Regions from separate parts of the Mus musculus genome. Here regions 2 and 3 are each linked to region 1. The links are chromatin contacts, called in public Hi-C maps. All regions are on one chromosome and are shown on one strand. The core of a region is the stretch at or near the end of the contact, and the rest is flanking DNA. Distances in the headings are between cores, read along the strand shown.

The links. Hi-C and Micro-C count contacts between places; a contact is called where the count stands out from the background.
Region 2: a Hi-C map of liver shows a contact between it and region 1, with 3 times the contacts expected there. The contact joins the enhancer-like site here to the promoter of Ly6g2 in region 1. A contact is called at or near these places in 5 of 39 promoter capture datasets (the 3T3-L1 cell line, embryonic stem cells, liver and 1 more), 1 of 484 Hi-C or Micro-C datasets (liver) and 1 of 115 datasets of contacts at active chromatin or transcription factors (kidney).
Region 3: a Hi-C map of liver shows a contact between it and region 1, with 2.4 times the contacts expected there. The contact joins the enhancer-like site here to the promoter of Ly6g2 in region 1. A contact is called at or near these places in 3 of 39 promoter capture datasets (the 3T3-L1 cell line and liver), 1 of 484 Hi-C or Micro-C datasets (liver) and 1 of 115 datasets of contacts at active chromatin or transcription factors (extraembryonic endoderm stem cells).

What each region holds. Positions count from the first base shown.
Region 1 is chr15:75,215,071-75,217,673 of GRCm38.p6, reverse strand. Ly6g2 (lymphocyte antigen 6 complex, locus G2) reads right to left here and starts at 1,296. Exons shown (of 5, transcript NM_001371105.1): 1 at 1,262-1,296; 2 at 920-990. The coding sequence starts at 989.
Region 2 is chr15:75,422,095-75,424,697 of GRCm38.p6, reverse strand. No RefSeq gene overlaps it. Among named protein-coding and RNA genes, the nearest start is that of Ly6l, 26 kb to the left of the region's middle. Within about 2 kb of position 1,302, at least 5 of the 459 cell types and tissues checked have an H3K27ac peak or open chromatin away from gene starts, as enhancers often do. A contact at or near this core is called in liver, where this site is marked.
Region 3 is chr15:75,395,081-75,397,683 of GRCm38.p6, reverse strand. No RefSeq gene overlaps it. Among named protein-coding and RNA genes, the nearest start is that of Gm28114, 3.5 kb to the right of the region's middle. Within about 2 kb of position 1,288, at least 3 of the 459 cell types and tissues checked have an H3K27ac peak or open chromatin away from gene starts, as enhancers often do. A contact at or near this core is called in liver, where this site is marked.

The DNA of each region.
Region 1 (2,603 bases), core at 47-2,546:
CCTAGGCCAAACATGTCCTCTCAATGTCTTTAAGTCCACACAGCTGCTGGCCACTAGAACAGAGCAAGGACATTGCTGCCCATTCACCTCCACGAAAAGCAAAAGCAAAACAAGAGCATCCATTGTTCAAATGTGCTCTGTACTGCTGTCTCAACTAGCCAGCCCCACAGAAGAGACCTGCACCCCTAGAGGTATTTGAGACACATTCACCATATTGGGAAGACATAGATACCAAATGTCTGCTGAACCTGTGAGTGGGTGTGTAAGTAGTTACTGGGGCCCTCAGATGGAGAGGGCTCTTCTGACCTGTCCCACCCTTAACATGCAGAGCTGGCCCCTGGTTATTGGCCCATGACAGATCACATAACTTCCCACTGTCCAGCTCAAAGCTGAGGCTCACTATGAGGCTTCCCCAAATAAAGATGTGACTAGAAGTATAGAGGCATCTGAGAGCTCAGAGCTCTTAGAGTTGTGAAGTTCTGGCATTCAGGTCTCATTGGCTGGGGCAAAAGGAAAAGCCAAATGTCAGGCATTAAGGATTCCACACCACTTAACTTGGCAGCTGGGAGGAAAAGAAGGCTCTGCCAGTTTGTGTGCACACAGGCCAGTGTCCTGACTGGGAGGCCAGGGCAGCAGGGTAGAGTCTAAGGACAGACTGCTCTGGTGGCCAGGGTTCCTGGCACAGGTAGTGAGGTCCAAGAGTCCTTCTGGCATGTTTTGATTGTTGCAAAGCAGGGTCTGGTTTACAGACCCAGTAAAGCACCCCAGCACAGGAGGCTTCACCCACCACAAGCAAATCCCCAGTCGACTGGCCACAGCATACCCAGGGTCCTGGGCACACAATAGGAGTACCTACAACCCTGAGGCCCTTTTCCATCTCCATTGTACCCTCCTGCTCCTCTCCCATTTTCCATCTCACCTCCTTCTGCACACAATAGGGCCACAAGAAGGATGAACACACAGGTCCTTGTAGCATGAGAACTGTCCATCCTTGGAGAAAGGGTACACAGATAAAACCTTGGAAGTTGGAGCCAGTTAATAAATCACCAATCACATCCCTGGGCTCTCACAGAGCTCAGGCATCCAATCTTCCCTCCCTCCAACCCCCACACAGCTTTCACCAAGGAATACATGTCTGTCTACTTCTCTCACCCACCACCCACCCAGCGTTTCCTTCATAATCCCACACTCCCACCACAGCCCTATCCTGAGGGCTCTTCCCTTTGTCACCTAGCAGCTCCCTCCTGACACCAGTCCTTACTTCCTCCCGGACCAGGTTGCAGGCACAGTGGAAAGGTCAATCAGATGTGGACTGAAGTACTTTACTCTTTCCCCAGCTCCTCCCAGCTGGATTCCTGAAAAGGGAGGGGCTTCAGTACTTACTTCCTTCTGACCATCATGTTTATTTTGTAAGAGATAGCATGGTTTGTTGGTGACCTAGTCAGCTAGATTTATATCAGTTGGTGAGGGACAACCACTCAGTTGGGGCGGGACCATTATTCAGGAGGACTAGGATGTCAGAAGAGCAGGGGCCACAGGTGACTTGTGCTTGCCATTCAGAAAGCAAGGTAAGGGGGCAAATGTTTGTGAACCTACAACCTCTCATGCCTTTCTCACAGCGGCTGGCTCCTTTCTATTCACTTCTATAAGATTCGGGATGCACTTTAGACTTTCCTCTTAGGTCAGATGTTAGGCACGTCTGATTAGGTTCTCTCCTATCTTTTACAAGCCCTAGGCAGAGGGGAGAGGAAGCCAGAGAAACGGGCAGTTTACATTGTTGGAACTAAAGTCCACAGATTCTTTCTCATTATTTTTTCCTTTTAGTCTTGAAGGCTGGGTTTGAGAGATGAGAGATGGCTTGCAGATACTTTGGTACCTGTTGGAGTGGCTAGATCACGGCACAAAGCCCCTCTCTGATGGATATTAGAGCAGGGTGGGGGGAAGAGATTTAACTATAATTTGACTTCTAAGTTACAACAATAGTGGGCCGATGATGTCCAGATAGCTTCCTTACCAAGAATAAAAAGACTAGTGAGAAATAGTTGTCTAAATAATATCACAGATGGATTCAAATCTAATGTATAGGGAGTGTGATCTCCTGAATTGTTTAAAAAGAATATACCTTACTTTTAAAAAGAATTATGTTTTCACCATATGTAATAGCATTCATATTCTCATGTGCTTTTAAATTTTTAAAATATTTTTAAATTAAGCTGTTACATCATTTCCCCCTTCCTTTCCTCCCATATAACCCACTTGGACTCCCAAATTTTATTTTATTGTTGTTATCCCCAAACAAAAACACTTGAACACATATGTTCCTGACTATATAAATACAAGGTGCTCAGGCTGTATAATGTTAGTTGTAGGAATCTGATTTCAGAGCTGAGTACTTGGCCTTAGTTTGGGAGCTCTTCCCCATGGAAGACTGTTTAACTCTCACAATTACTTTTTGGTACCTGCAGTTCTTTGTCTAAGGCTGGGACCTACAAGGTTTACCCTTCTGTGATAGCGGGTCTGTCTGTTTTTGTTATCTGGAGCCAAGTCTTGTTTAGGCAGCCATGCTGTCAAGATTTCATAGGTATGAGAACACTTCCTACTTG
Region 2 (2,603 bases), core at 53-2,552, 210 kb before region 1:
GACAACAATCAAAGTCTCATGGTATTCAGGGATGTATCGAGATGATCAAGATCTTGAGCCTATTTCCTTGTCCTAGCCAAATGTCAAATTCTTGCCAACATTCTTAAGTAGCACAAAGAGCTCTCCACAATTTGGAATTAGACTTCCAATTTTAGTAGGGTTGAAATGAGTTTTAAGTTCCCAAGACCTCTCTGGGAAGGGAGGACTCCTATTAGGCTGAAGGAGATACGTATGTGGGTAAGTGTCATCGTGGTTGGCAAATCAAAATGTGAATGATATGGGCCAACTCACCCAGTGATACAGCAGTCAGCTGTCTACAAGCAGCAAAGGGAAAAGTCCTATGGTAAAACTACAAGCTGTTCATGTAACATGGGAACCAAGAGAGAATAATTTATCAATGACCAGGAAACAAAAGCCAAAGTCAGTGACCAGCATTACCTGAAAGTTCTTTGATTAGCAGTACCTATCAAGATGCGTGAGGCAAGCACATGAGTCAAAGTGAGCACTAAGGAAGTAAGTCAGAGATGGACAGGGAGAGGGTTTACAGTGTGATTATTCCCAGTTGAGCAAGTAGTGAGTGATTATTTCCTGGCTAGGCTGGGGAGCCATTGGCTTCACCTTGCTGTGTCTGAAATATTAATTCATCTCAATAAAATTACCCTAATCTTTGCCTATTTCTAGCTCTAATTCTTATTTTTAAAAAGCCCCCTCCCAAGACTCCTCACAGTGTCTTCCTTTGGCTCCTTTCCATAGTGGGAGTCTTACTTGCTCTTGTCTTGGTAATGTTTGCTTTCTCTCTTCACCCACTCATGTGTCCACATCCTTAATCATTATAGATGTGTGACAAAGAACTACAAAGCGTTTGTCTCAGTTTGATTTTTGATGACTGTTGATGACTTAGTACCTGGGTCAAGCAGATCTGGGCTGAGAAAGGCCTTGTCCATCTCAAATACCTGCCTCACCTGAAAAAGACTCAGGTGGCACTTACATGTTGAGGGACCATAAGGTCTTTTTCCAGTCCCTCACCCCCTTTATAGCTTTTCCCTCTCACTTGGGGTTAAGGATAGACCAAGTTCCATTCTCCACCCCCAGGAACATCCTTGAGTAAAAACAAGTCTCAGAAAAGCCACAGGATGTACTGACTAATAGTTACCTGACCCTCTGAAAAGTCCCAGGTAAAGTTCAAATGTGTGTCATGATCTGCCCATGCTTACTAGCCAATAGATTTAAAAGTCAATATGTGCTGGAGCAGCGGCATGGGAGAGTAGGACAGAAGCCTGGGACTGTGGATGGTGCCTTAGTGTACCGGGTGCGGTGACAACATGCAGCTGAGCAGCTACTAGGGTGTCCCGAGCTCGCCAAGTGCCCAGCTCCAAGTTGTGCCAGCGACCTCACGGGGCCCGGAAGCAGGACACCTTCGAGTGATTATCAAGAGGTGCTTAGCCTTCCAGGTAAGTGCTGTAAGAAGCAAAAACCATCAGGAGTAAAAGAAACTTGAAAACCAGAGACCATCCAAAGATATCAACAAAAGAAACTGCTGGAATCAAAGGAGAGAAAGGCCGTGTGTACCTGGAGGTCCACTTCCAATAACAAGGTAGGACTATATATAACTCATGCAGCTTGGAAAAACTTCAATTGTGTACCAGCTTCCCCTCTATTTATAAGACAAATCTCCCCCACAGCACATAACCTTTAAAGACTGTTTTTATGCAAATTGAAGCACTAATGTCTTGGCTCAGCACATTTTTGGATCCCTTTGGGGTATTTATTTTTGGCAAAGGGGAGCAAGCCTAGCTGCACTGGCCAGTAACCAACAGTTGGTCCACTCAGGACTCCAGGAGGGCTTTCAGTTGCATGAAAATGGAAAATTAAAAATAAATAAATAGCTCTTGTATCCCGGGTTCCAAAGAGACCAGTCTGCACAGGAGAGCATGCGGGTGGCAGAAGAAACATAACTTCTGGGACAGGGTCCCTGTCGAGCCTACATCTTCAGCCGGGAAGGAGAGCTGAGCTCCAGACCTCTGCGCACTTGCCTGCAGAGAGTACTCTGACCACTGAGACTCAGGAGAGAGTTGGATTTTCAGGAGTGCTGACTGAGGCTAACAGACTCACAAGAGGAACAAGCTCCAGCCAGGGAAAGCTATAACAACTAAGGCCAGAGATTACCAGATGGCAAAAGGCAAACACAACAATCTTACTAACAGAAACCAAGACCACTCAGCATCATCAGAACCCAACACTCCCAACACAGCGATTTTTGGATACTTCAATACACCTGAAAATCAAGATTCAGATTTAAAAACATATCTCATGATGCTGGTAGAAATTTTTAAGATAGACATTAATAACTCACTTAAAGAAATACAGGAGAACATGGATAAACAGGTAGAAGGCCTCAATGAGGAAGCACAAAATTCCCTTAAAGAATTACAGGAAAACACTGCTAAACAGGTAGAAGTCCTTAAAGAAGAAACACAAAAATCCCTTAAAGAATTACAGGAAAACACAACAAAACAGGTGATGATGTTGAACAAAACCATTCAAGATCTAAAAAATGGAAGTAGAAACAATGAAGAAAACCCAAAGGGAGACAACTCTGGATA
Region 3 (2,603 bases), core at 39-2,538, 180 kb before region 1:
TTCAGGATAGCATTTGAAATGTAAATAAAGTTAATATCTAATAAAAAAATCAAAAGAAAAGAAAAGAAAATGCCAATACTACTTGCCAAGATATTCTTAAATACCACCATTCTAAGTCACTTTCAGGATATGTTCACCTTTGTACAGGCACCAGAGCAAGCCATGCCATTGGCTTGGCGATTGGTGCCACCCTTCAGAGTGCGGGCTTAAGTAACTCTCAAAAGAGTTGTTTTAATTGTAAACTGCCTGGCCACTGTCTGTGAGAATGTCCCCATCCCTGCCAGAGTCGGAGACCTCCCCTCGAGGGCCAGGGAGACACTCCTCCCTCATGGCCACCACCGACCACCCTGTGTCCCCATTGCCACAGGGGCCGACATTGGGCCAATGAGTGTAGATCCAAAACAGACAGCCAGGGTCATCCCATACTGCCACTGCATTCGGTAAACTTCCTGGGTGGGGGGCAGTCTCTAGCCTCCATCTCCTTCAGGACAAGCCCTGGGGTGATAGAGTTTGTACCCCAGGAGATTTCTCATCACACACCCAGTCTGTTGCCCAACTCTGGTGAGCTACAAAAAACAGCCCAGGATTGGACCTCTGTGCCACCTCCATCACAATACTGACCTCTGAAGCGGTCATTCAGGCTGTGCCTACAGACATACATGGCCCCCTATCCCCAAATACCTTTGGCATAGTCCTGGGAAGAGCTTCACTTTACTTAAAGGGACTCCAGATCATACCTGGAGTTATAGACCATGACCATCAGGGAGAAATTCAGATTCTTGCAAGTACCACAGGTGGTGCTGTGTTTATACCAACACAACAGACCATTGCCCAACTGTTGCTGTTTCCCAGGGTCTCTACTACAAATCCCTACCATAAAGACACCAGGGCCCCAGGTGAGAGGGGAATAGCAGAGGCCTTTTGGGCCCAAAAGATTACTTCCTCTCGCCCCATGCTTACCTTGACATTTCAGGACTTTTAGACTTGGGAGCTGATCCGACATTTCGACAGGCTTTGACCAGCTTCCTGGTTGCTGACTGATCCAGCCACCCATTTACAGGGGATTGGGCATTCTAAAAACCCTCAAGTCAGCCCTCAGACCCTTAGGTAGACAGATCAAGAAGGAAATTCAGGCACAGTAGTCCCATACGTGATTCCCGATTTACCAGTCAATATCTGGGTGAGAGATATCTCTCCCAAATGAATGTTTTCATGTGCAGCCCCAATGAAGCAGTGACAAAACAAATGCCGGTCCAGGGATTCCTGCCAGGACAAGGATTAGGAAAACAAGCACAGGGCATAAAAGAATCATTGACTGTGGTACAGAAATCCGACTGGCGAGGTTTGGGATCTCAGTCTCAGCCTTTTCCATAATGGCCATGGTCATGCCTACTCCCCAGACTCACGCAGAGAAAATTTCCTGGAAAGACACTGCCCCCATCTGGGTTGATCAGTAGTCACTAACTAAAGAGAAACTGGCAGCTGCAAAACAGTTAGTGCAGGAAAAATTAGTAGCTGGTCACATTGAGCCATCTTCCTCCCCCTGGAACACCCCAATTTTTGTTATTAAGAACCTTCTTAGAATTGGGAACAAAACACCCATGGGAGGAGTTACAGAGACAAAGTTTGGAGCTGAGACGAAAGGATGGACCATCTAGAAACTGTTATATCCAGGGATCCATCCCATAATCAGCTTCTAAACGCTGACACCATTGCATACACTAGCAAGATTTTGCTGAAAGGACCCAGATATAGCTGTCTCTTGTGAGAGTATGCCGGGGCCTAGCAAACACAGAAGTGGATGCTCACAGTCAGCTATTGGATGGATCACAGGGCCCCCAAGGAGAAAGTACCCAAGGAGCTAAAGGGGTCTGCAACCCTATAGGTGGAACAACAATATGAACTAACCAGTACCCCCCAGAGCTCGTGTCTCTAGCTGCATATGAATCAGAAGAAGGCCTAGTTGGCCATCAGTGGAAAGAGAGGCCCATTGGTGATGCAAACTTTATATGCCTCAGTACAGGGGAACGCCAGGGCCAAGAAATGCGGGTGGGTGGGTGGGGGAGCATGTGAGGGACTTTTGGGATAGCATTGGAAATGTAAATGAAATAAATACCTAATAAAAAAATAATACCTAAAAAAAAAGAAAAAGTCTGGCAAGTGGAGACTCTTACAAGATCTCTGTGCTGTTAACAAAGTGATGAAACTTTGATCCCATCACTTGATGGGAACTCTGTAACTGGACCCTCCATCTTTTACAGAAACTGCTCATACCTTTACCTCAAAAACTTTATTTGCTCCCATAGCCAATCCTCCCTTGCCTCCATTCAGACCAAAAACCTTATCCTCACTTTAGTGAATTAGACCTTCCTTATGCTCAATGCCACCTCCCCTAACCTTGTTGATAATTGCTGGCTGTGTTACTATTCCTAACCACCTTTTTATGAAGGCATTGCTGTTCCTGGCTGTTTTACCCCTACAAATAATTCCCACCATTGCTGCTGGTAACCTGGAGTGTGGAATGGTTTATCCCTCTCCCAGGTCTTGGGATTGGACCTCTGTGTGACTGACTCATAATACACCTACTTCACAGTATGCCCATC